Linked DNA regions of Canis lupus: region 2 is linked to region 1. Evidence: chromatin contacts called from public Hi-C data. All regions are on one chromosome and are shown on one strand. The core of a region is the stretch at or near the end of the contact, and the rest is flanking DNA. Distances in the headings are between cores, read along the strand shown.

What was found. A called contact is a pair of places that touch in the nucleus more often than the background predicts.
Region 2: a Hi-C map of blood shows a contact between it and region 1, with 4 times the contacts expected there. The contact joins the promoter of ZNF706 here to the enhancer-like site in region 1. A contact is called at or near these places in 3 of 9 Hi-C or Micro-C datasets (amygdala and blood).

What each region holds. Positions count from the first base shown.
Region 1 is chr13:2,801,909-2,805,798 of UU_Cfam_GSD_1.0, reverse strand. No RefSeq gene overlaps it. Among named protein-coding and RNA genes, the nearest start is that of YWHAZ, 91 kb to the left of the region's middle. Within about 2 kb of position 1,393, at least 14 of the 20 cell types and tissues checked have an H3K27ac peak or open chromatin away from gene starts, as enhancers often do. A contact at or near this core is called in blood, where this site is marked.
Region 2 is chr13:3,107,287-3,111,416 of UU_Cfam_GSD_1.0, reverse strand. It overlaps ZNF706 (zinc finger protein 706), which reads left to right and starts at 2,724. Exons shown (of 4, transcript XM_038555218.1): 1 at 2,724-2,850. All of the region lies in intron 1 of LOC119864266 (a long non-coding RNA gene), which reads right to left.

The sequences.
Region 1 (3,890 bases), core at 144-2,643:
TTGCCAATATTGTGAATGTGTTGTCATGACCGACGCCTGATCTCTTGACCACTCTGTCCTCGAGCTGTTTGCTTAATGTTGTAAGGACTGAAGTGTGATGCTGATATTAGCTAACGTGGGTTGGTAGCTTACGTCACTTATTCCCCCTATGAACTAAGTAGCATTATCCCCACTTTACAGACTAGAGAACTGAGGCCTGGAGAGTTTATGTAACCTGTCTAAATTAAACAGAGAAGGGTTTGAACTGGAGGCATTGTCACTTTGGTCCCCAGCTTTTAACCATTATTGAGCCATGACGGTGTGCCAGGAGCTATGTGAAGCAGGTGATGAAAATTAACTTACTGAATCTTCACAAATCTATGGAATGAATACTGTGATTGTTCATAACTGAGCCAGAGATTACCTGTCTCCTGCCACAAGGTCACAGAACTAATAGATATTGGGGCTCAGGTTCACCCCAGGGATTCTTACTATACAGTACACACGTTTAACTCTTGCACTGAAATGATAGGCTTTAAGGAGCTGCATAAATCAGCTTCCAAATAACCATTGGGGTGGGCATTCATTTAAGGTGATTTCTGTTATTGGAGGACTTGAGCTATTTTTTTTAAGGTTCAAAATCTCATCCGTGGTGAATAATTTCATCAGCCTTCTCACATCATCCATGATCATGCATTGGCTGCAACAGACATCCACTATATACCTTCATAGAAAGCACTGGACGTGGTGCTGTAGGGGCTGCAAAGATGAACAGGAGCAGTCTGTACCCTCCGGGAGTGTCTGTCCAAGCTGGCAGACAGACACGTGCAGGAAAGCACCATAGAGAGGATGCTTCGGTGGCTCAGCAGTTGAGCACCTGCCTTTGGCTCAGGTCATGATCCTGGGGTCCCAGGATCGAGTCCCACATCGAGCTCCCTGCAGGGAGCCTGCTTCTCCCTCTGCCTATGTCTCTGCCCCTCTCTCTGTGTCTCTCATGAATAAATAGGCAAAATCTTAAAAAAAAAAAAAAAAAAAAAGGAAAGTACCATAGAAAACAGATTGGTGAGATGCCTTGACAATATGTATAGGAGTCTGGAGAGAATTCTGTGGCATTTGCTGGCTGTGGGGTTCCCTGGTCCCCCAGCAGATGGGGGGCAGGTGTGGCGGGTGGGAGGGTTTTAAGTGGCGCCTGCAGCCAGGGGACAGATGCAGGGCTGAGCTGTTACTCAGCCCACTAGCTCCTCTGCTGGTTCCAATCTGTAAGAAAGGATGATTTGGTCTTTGCATCCAGCTGGTCACATGTCACAGGCAGCTCTGTTTTCCCTGCCCATGCCTTCCCTGCCCAGGGCATGGGCAAATTTCAGAACCGGGAGGTTCTGTGTGGTCACACAAGAACAGACCCTTCTCTCAGCATTTCTGGCCCTGTCGTGGGGGCATACAGCCCTTGGGACACCCTTCCCCCACCCATTTCCCAACTGATGATTAACTGTAGCTGAGGACCCAGCATTACATAAGAGGATTATGAAACTGTAACTGGGAGGTAGGTGCTGTGTGTATATAAATAGACACAAACCTCATTGCTGTGCTACTTTAAGACTCAGAGACATCTAGTGGCAGAAAATTATATCTGCAGGCCTAGCAGTTTCTCTCCAAATAAGTGACTTTTAAGAAGTTCTAATTTGTGAAACTTTTGTACATACCCAAATTGGAAAACTTGCATTAAACTACTTTGAAAGAAAAGGAATGTACAGGATTTTCCCTTGTAAGAGTACAGTATTGTCTTTCATTAAAAAGTGCCATATGCCTGCCTGAAGCCTGTTCTCCCCAAAGTTTTATTATTTATTTTTTTTAAGATTTTATTCCTGAGAGACACACAGAGAGTCAGAGACACAGGCAGAGGGAGAAGCAGTAACTTCGATATGGGACTCGATCCTGGGACCCCGGGATCATGCCTTAGGCGAAAGGCAGATGGTCAACCACTGAGCCACCCAGGCGTCCCTCCCCAAAGTTTTAAATGCACATGATTGTGTACAGTGTGTGAAAGAGAAAATTAGGATAGAATGAATCTAACATCCTCTACACACCCGTCACAATGCTGAACTTTTCTTTTTTTTAATGCTGAACTTTTCTGAAGTGATTATGTTTTGTACCAACTTCATAATTACTACCAAATTAGCCTTACAGATGAACCTACATAGCTTGAGCATCTATTAAGCCGAGTATTTAGGAGAATAGGCAATGAGGAAGCTTCCCCACAATACAGACTAGAAAATAAGTTTCCTTGGCTGGAGGGGAAATAACCCTGCAAGAGAAACAATTTAAGGATGGGCATTGGTGGGTCCCCAAGAGACCACAGGCTGAGACCCGGGGAGACTCTGAGATATGCTGTGGAAAGCCAGAGTGAAAGCAGCAGTGGGACTGGTGTTATGCTTCCCTGGCAGCGCCCCGAGGAAGTGGCAAGACTAGAGAAAAAGTGGCTGCACGCCTGACCTGACAGGTGGGGCTTACGCAGCCTCCCAGACTTTCCCATGCCCCAGAGTAACACAAAAACCGCATAGAAATGTGTGGATAGCATAGAAGTAGAAGGCTCACCAAACCTCTTGAATTGCTGACTGAGAACAAAGCGGGGCACGGGGTGGCCTGGCAGCTGCCCACGTGGCCAGATGACATCCCACCGACCAGCAGCACCTCGATAGCAGGAGACTCTCCATTACTCAGATACCAGACTGGGGAAAGAGGTGGAGGAGTAAATCCCACACTGGGCGACCCTATGTTTTGCCACCCCAGTGGGATGGAGATGCAAAATAGATATTAAATCGAGCTATAGAAAATGACAAAAGTATTTGGTACCTGTAATTGTGGACTGAGATGTATGTTACATACTGGCTGTGTATTTATAGAACAAAATAGAACGTTTAGATATAACTATAGGATATTTGGAAGAAAACTATTTCTCTTGATAGTAGCTTAAACACACACACACGCATGCACGCATGCACACGCACGCACACACACACACACACACTTGTGTATTAGTCAAGATCCCTGCTGGAAACAGATGGTACACTCAAAATGAGCAATTTACAAAGTTATGGGGAGAATTCCCAGAAACAAGTAAGCGATCACACAGAACCCGGGGGTTGACCAAAGCGAGAAACTTTATAGCACTACACTTGATGGGGAATGAGGGGGGTATACAGAGGGGATGATGGCTGCCTGGACAGGGCCTCCAAACAGGAGCTGTGGAATTTGCTAGAAGGACACAGTCTACAGCCTGCAGCATATCCTTGGCATTGGTTCAGGGAAGGAACTTGGGGAATATATCCTGATCTCATGCTTCCACTCTCTGATCTTTGCCAGTGCACCCCCATTTGGAAAACCCAGGCAGTGGCCAATAGGCCCAGGAAGTCATCAGTGGTGCCCACGTGGGTCTGCCTCCCCAGGCACAGAAAAGAAAGGAAAAGGGAGAAAGTGGAGTTAGTGGGGCAAATGGAAGGCCCAGCATTAGGGGCTTTGTTCAAACCTTGTCACATAAAATATCTGTTTGTATCTCACCACTGCACCTCCCCACACTTTCTCCTTTTCCCCTCTTCTTTCTCTCTCTCACACACATGCTGGCCATTCATTCGTTTCTTGCTCATTGTTATTCAATGTATAACCTGATTTTTTCTGATTATAAAATATGTATTCATTTTTTAAAATACATAAAGTTATAAAGAAGAAAGTAACTCATCTTAATTGCACCACACAGAGATAGCCATTGCTAATGTTTTGATCTATATCCCTCTATACATCTTTTCTTTTCTTTCTTTTTTATCCTCACTTGGTTTTTACTATCATTTCTACTTTTTAAAATTTTATTTAAAAATTTTTAAAATTCTAGTATAATTAATGTATAGTGTTATACTAGT
Region 2 (4,130 bases), core at 1,475-3,974, 300 kb before region 1:
TTTGCACTTCTTTTTGTAAATTTATTCCTAAGTATTTTCTTTTTGATGCAATTTTAATAAATTACAATATTTTAAAAACTGATTTTAACATCTCTGAAATTTGAGATGTATTATATAATCAAGGGTGTCTTAGCATTATGCCATAGTTCAAATGGCAGTCATTTTTTTTTTATCTTGGTGGAGATAAATGTAACTTACAATCAACAGCTTCTTTGATTCAATACCATACGGTATTTAAATATGAAATGTCTATAAAACATTAAAGTGGAAATGGAAAATAGGCATTTGGATATACCAATTTAGAAATCAGAAGAGAGGGTTGAATTAGTAGGCGGATGTAGGGTCATCTGAAGTTCATTATTTAAAGCCACAAGAGTGAATGAGATTCCTTCGGGGAAAGAGTATAGAGAAAATGAGAGAATCGAGGTTGTAGCCCCGAGAAATGGCAACAAGAAGTTGATTAGAGGAATAAGAGCTAGAAAAGGAAACATTTTTGTTTTGAGTTTATTGTTGTCATTATTGCTATTATTGGTGTCAGTAGATGGAAGGACCTATGGGGCCAGGACCTCGCCTCTTTTAAACTCTAATGAACCTCTAAGCTAAGCACTTTACTATATTTAGATATTAACCTACATGCCACAGATAAATTGAAAGTGATTCAGAATAATCTGTTTGAGAAATAATATATTGACTATCAACTCTTTCACTCCTGAAAATCAGACATGAATACAAATAAATAAATCTTTTAGGTCTTTAGAGAAGCATTTTAACCTGGTTGTGATTTTGGCTTGAAAATAGGCATATGGGGGCATCCCTGGTGGCGCAGCGGTTTGGCGCCGCCTGCAGCCTGGGGTGTGATCCTGGAGACCCGGGATCGGGTCCCACCCACATCGGGCTCCCTGCATGGAGCCTGCTTCTCCCTCTGCCTGTGTCTCTGCCTCTCTCTCTGTCTATGAATAAATAAATAAAATCTTTAAAAAAAATAGGCATATGATTACTGTATATTAACCTCGAGTAATTGTCTAAAGGTAGAAGAGAACTAGTCAATAGAAATACTGCAGCATTCACAATTAAAACCAGCAATGTGTCTAAAAATCCTTCTAAGGTTTTCATATCCCAGTTGCTGTCACATTTCTATAGAATAAGTAGGACACCAGCTGGTAGTAATGCTAATTCATCCACTTTTCGTTTACTGTTCATCACTTCTCAGATGTTGAATCTTATCCATTCCTTTCTTCCCTTCATATTTCAAATGCCCTAACCAACATATAAAGTTACCATAATACCATATCCTGTAAGCAGCAGTTTTTACCAGGGGAGATTTTGACCCCCAGAGGACACTTGGAAAGATATGGACACATTTTTCATTTGTGACGACTGGAGATAGCATGATATTGGCATCAAAAGGTTACAGAGCAGGGGTATTGCCAAACATCCTACAATCCCTAGGACAGGCCCCCCAGAGCAACAAATTATCTAGCCCAAAGTGTCAGTGGTGCCAAGGTTGAGAAACTCTACCAATGGAGATAAATTTCTATGTATACGAACTTTCTGGGGGCAAAGTCCTTAGCTTTTACCATACCTAAAAGGTGGTATAATGCAGAATTTTAAGAAACACTAGCTTAAATGGATATTTCGTCTAGGCATCGGTAACAAGTGGCATAGTAATATCGCCTCACAGCAAAAATCCCCTCTCCAGGTAAGACTTATTTCAGCCTGCCAAATTTCTCTGTCCCTTTCCACTGCCCACTCTGATTCATGGCTAGACAAACGCAGCTCTTTGGATTTCCTGTCTTTAGGTTCTCTGAGTACCTCATCCCCCTCCTGTTAGCCAGGTTAACACAGTCATTATGGTTGTGGTGACTACTGACTAAGCTAGAGCTTCATGCTATGTCCAAAGTTTTGCTTTCTTTAGATACCTCCAGTTCATTTGGCCAACATCCATTTAATCAGTGCCTACCATGTTTAGCACACTGCTAGGCACTGAGCATATGGTGATGAAAATGAGCTTGCAGCTCAATATTGGAGAGGTATCGGTAAGATTTAAGAACGTCAATTTAAAACCAGGAGAGGGGCAGGCCCGGTGGCGCAGCGGTTTGGTGCCGCCTGCAGCCTGGGATGTGATCCTGGAGACCCCGGATCGAGTCCCACGTCGGGCTCCCTGCGTGGAGCCTGCTTCTCCCTGCCTGTGTCTCTGCCCCCTCTCTCCCTGTGTCTATGAATAAATAAATAAAATATCAAAAAAGAGTGTTTAAAAAAATAAAAATGATAAAACGGGGAGAGATATGAAAGTAAAGATGAGAGAGGCTGAAATGAGGATAAGGAAGGACTTATCAACCAGATCATTGTATGCTACCCAAATGCGACGAGCTGCTAGCTCCTTCCCGCTTATTTTGAACCATTCTGTCACGACTGTATCCCACTCCCCCGAGTTTATATTAAACTCGCTTCTCCTGGGTACTGACAGGCGAGTGGAGCGTGGACGCTATGGGCAAGGTGAGGACGCCAAACACAAAGGCTTCCCTTTTCCTCGTTACTAATAAATCTAATTAGAAACCAACGCGCGCGGTGGGGGGCGGGGCGGGGGAGAGGCGGCGTAAAGCCAAAGTCTAAAATGCCATTTCCAGATGATCAGCAGATCACAACCGCAATAGTTCTTAATCAGGTACTGGAGGTTGAGGTCGTGGCCTGTAAATCAAGACGCAAACAACAACCAAATTCAACTTAGCCATTTCCCCCAGTACTAGCAACTCTGCGCATTGGTAGTAGATGGCGGAGCCGGCCGGGGACCCAGCCAGCGGCGCCGAGGCAGTGCGGCTGGAATCCTCAACTCCCTAACCCCCCAGACTGGTAAAAATAACCGTGGTTTCCGTGGGAACCAGGCTGCGGGCCGGTGCGCGAAAGAACAAAGGCTGCGCGGCCGCGGCGGGGGCGGCGGGGGCGGCGGGGGCGGCGGGCGCGGCGGGGGCGGCGGGGGCGGCGGGCGCGGCGGGGGCGGCGGGCGCCCCGGGCCCCACGGTCTCCGGCGCCCGCGCAGCTCTCGGGGCCGGTCCCCGGGCCGCGGCACTGCAGGCGCCGGCGGGGCGGGAGGCGGGTGAGAAGGGACGCGGGGCCCGAGGCCCGGCCGCCGCCCCACCGAGGGAGCTGGCGAGCGACTTGCGAAACACGCCGCGGGCCGTCACCCAGCAGGACCGGCATCACGCGGCTCCCGCGCCGGCAGAAGCCGCCCAGAGAGCACGCGGCCGGGGCGGGGCGCCGGGGACACGGGGCGACGTCCCCCGCAGTTCCCGTCGCGCAGGGGCCGCCGGCGCCGCCAGGCCCCGCCCCCCGACGCTTATGTAACAGGGGCGCGCTGCCATTGGCCCGTGCGACCGGAAAGGGCGGCGGCGTGCGAGCAGGGGCGGGGCGGGGGAGGCGGCCGCAGCAGGAAGGCGAGTGGGCGGCGGGCGGGCGGGCGCTGGGGCGCCTGGGAGCGCTGCGCGGCGTGCGCGGGCACGAGCGTAGTGGCCTCCCCCGAGGCTGAGGCGGCGGCGGGCGCGCGCGGCGGCGGCGGCGGCGGCGGCGGGCGCGAGGCGCGGGCTGTTGTGCTCTCCTCTTCCCGTCCTCGGCGGGTGGAGGCGGCCGAAGCGGTGCTGGGCGCGCTCCCCCTCCTCTCCCTCCGGCCACCTCCCCGGCCGCCTCGCGCTGCGCGGTCTCCGACGCAAGCCTGTCCCGGCCCGGGTGAGCGGCTGCGGGGGCGGCGCTGACGCCGCAGGACGTCGGGGAGCCGGGTGGGGGCCTGGCGGCGGGGTCGCGGCGGGTCGCGAGGGGCCGCCGGCCTCCGGGCCTTCCAGGCGGCGGCGGGGCCGGGCCGGGCCGGCCCTGTGCGGGCGCGGGGGCGGGCGCGGGCGCGGGCGCGGGCGCGGGCGCGGCGGCGGGGAGCTCGGCGCCTGCCGGGCCCTGCAGGTGGCGGGGTGCAGGCCGCCCGCGGCAGCCGAGCGCGGCGGTAACCTTACCCCGTGGCGGCCGCCGCCGCTGGGCTTCTGGAGCCGGGGCCGGAGGGGCCGGGTTTCGGCAGCCGAAGCCCGGGAGGCGCGCCTCGGGCCGGGGTCTGTGGGAAGCGGCGGGTAGGTGGGGGCTGTGTGGCGGCT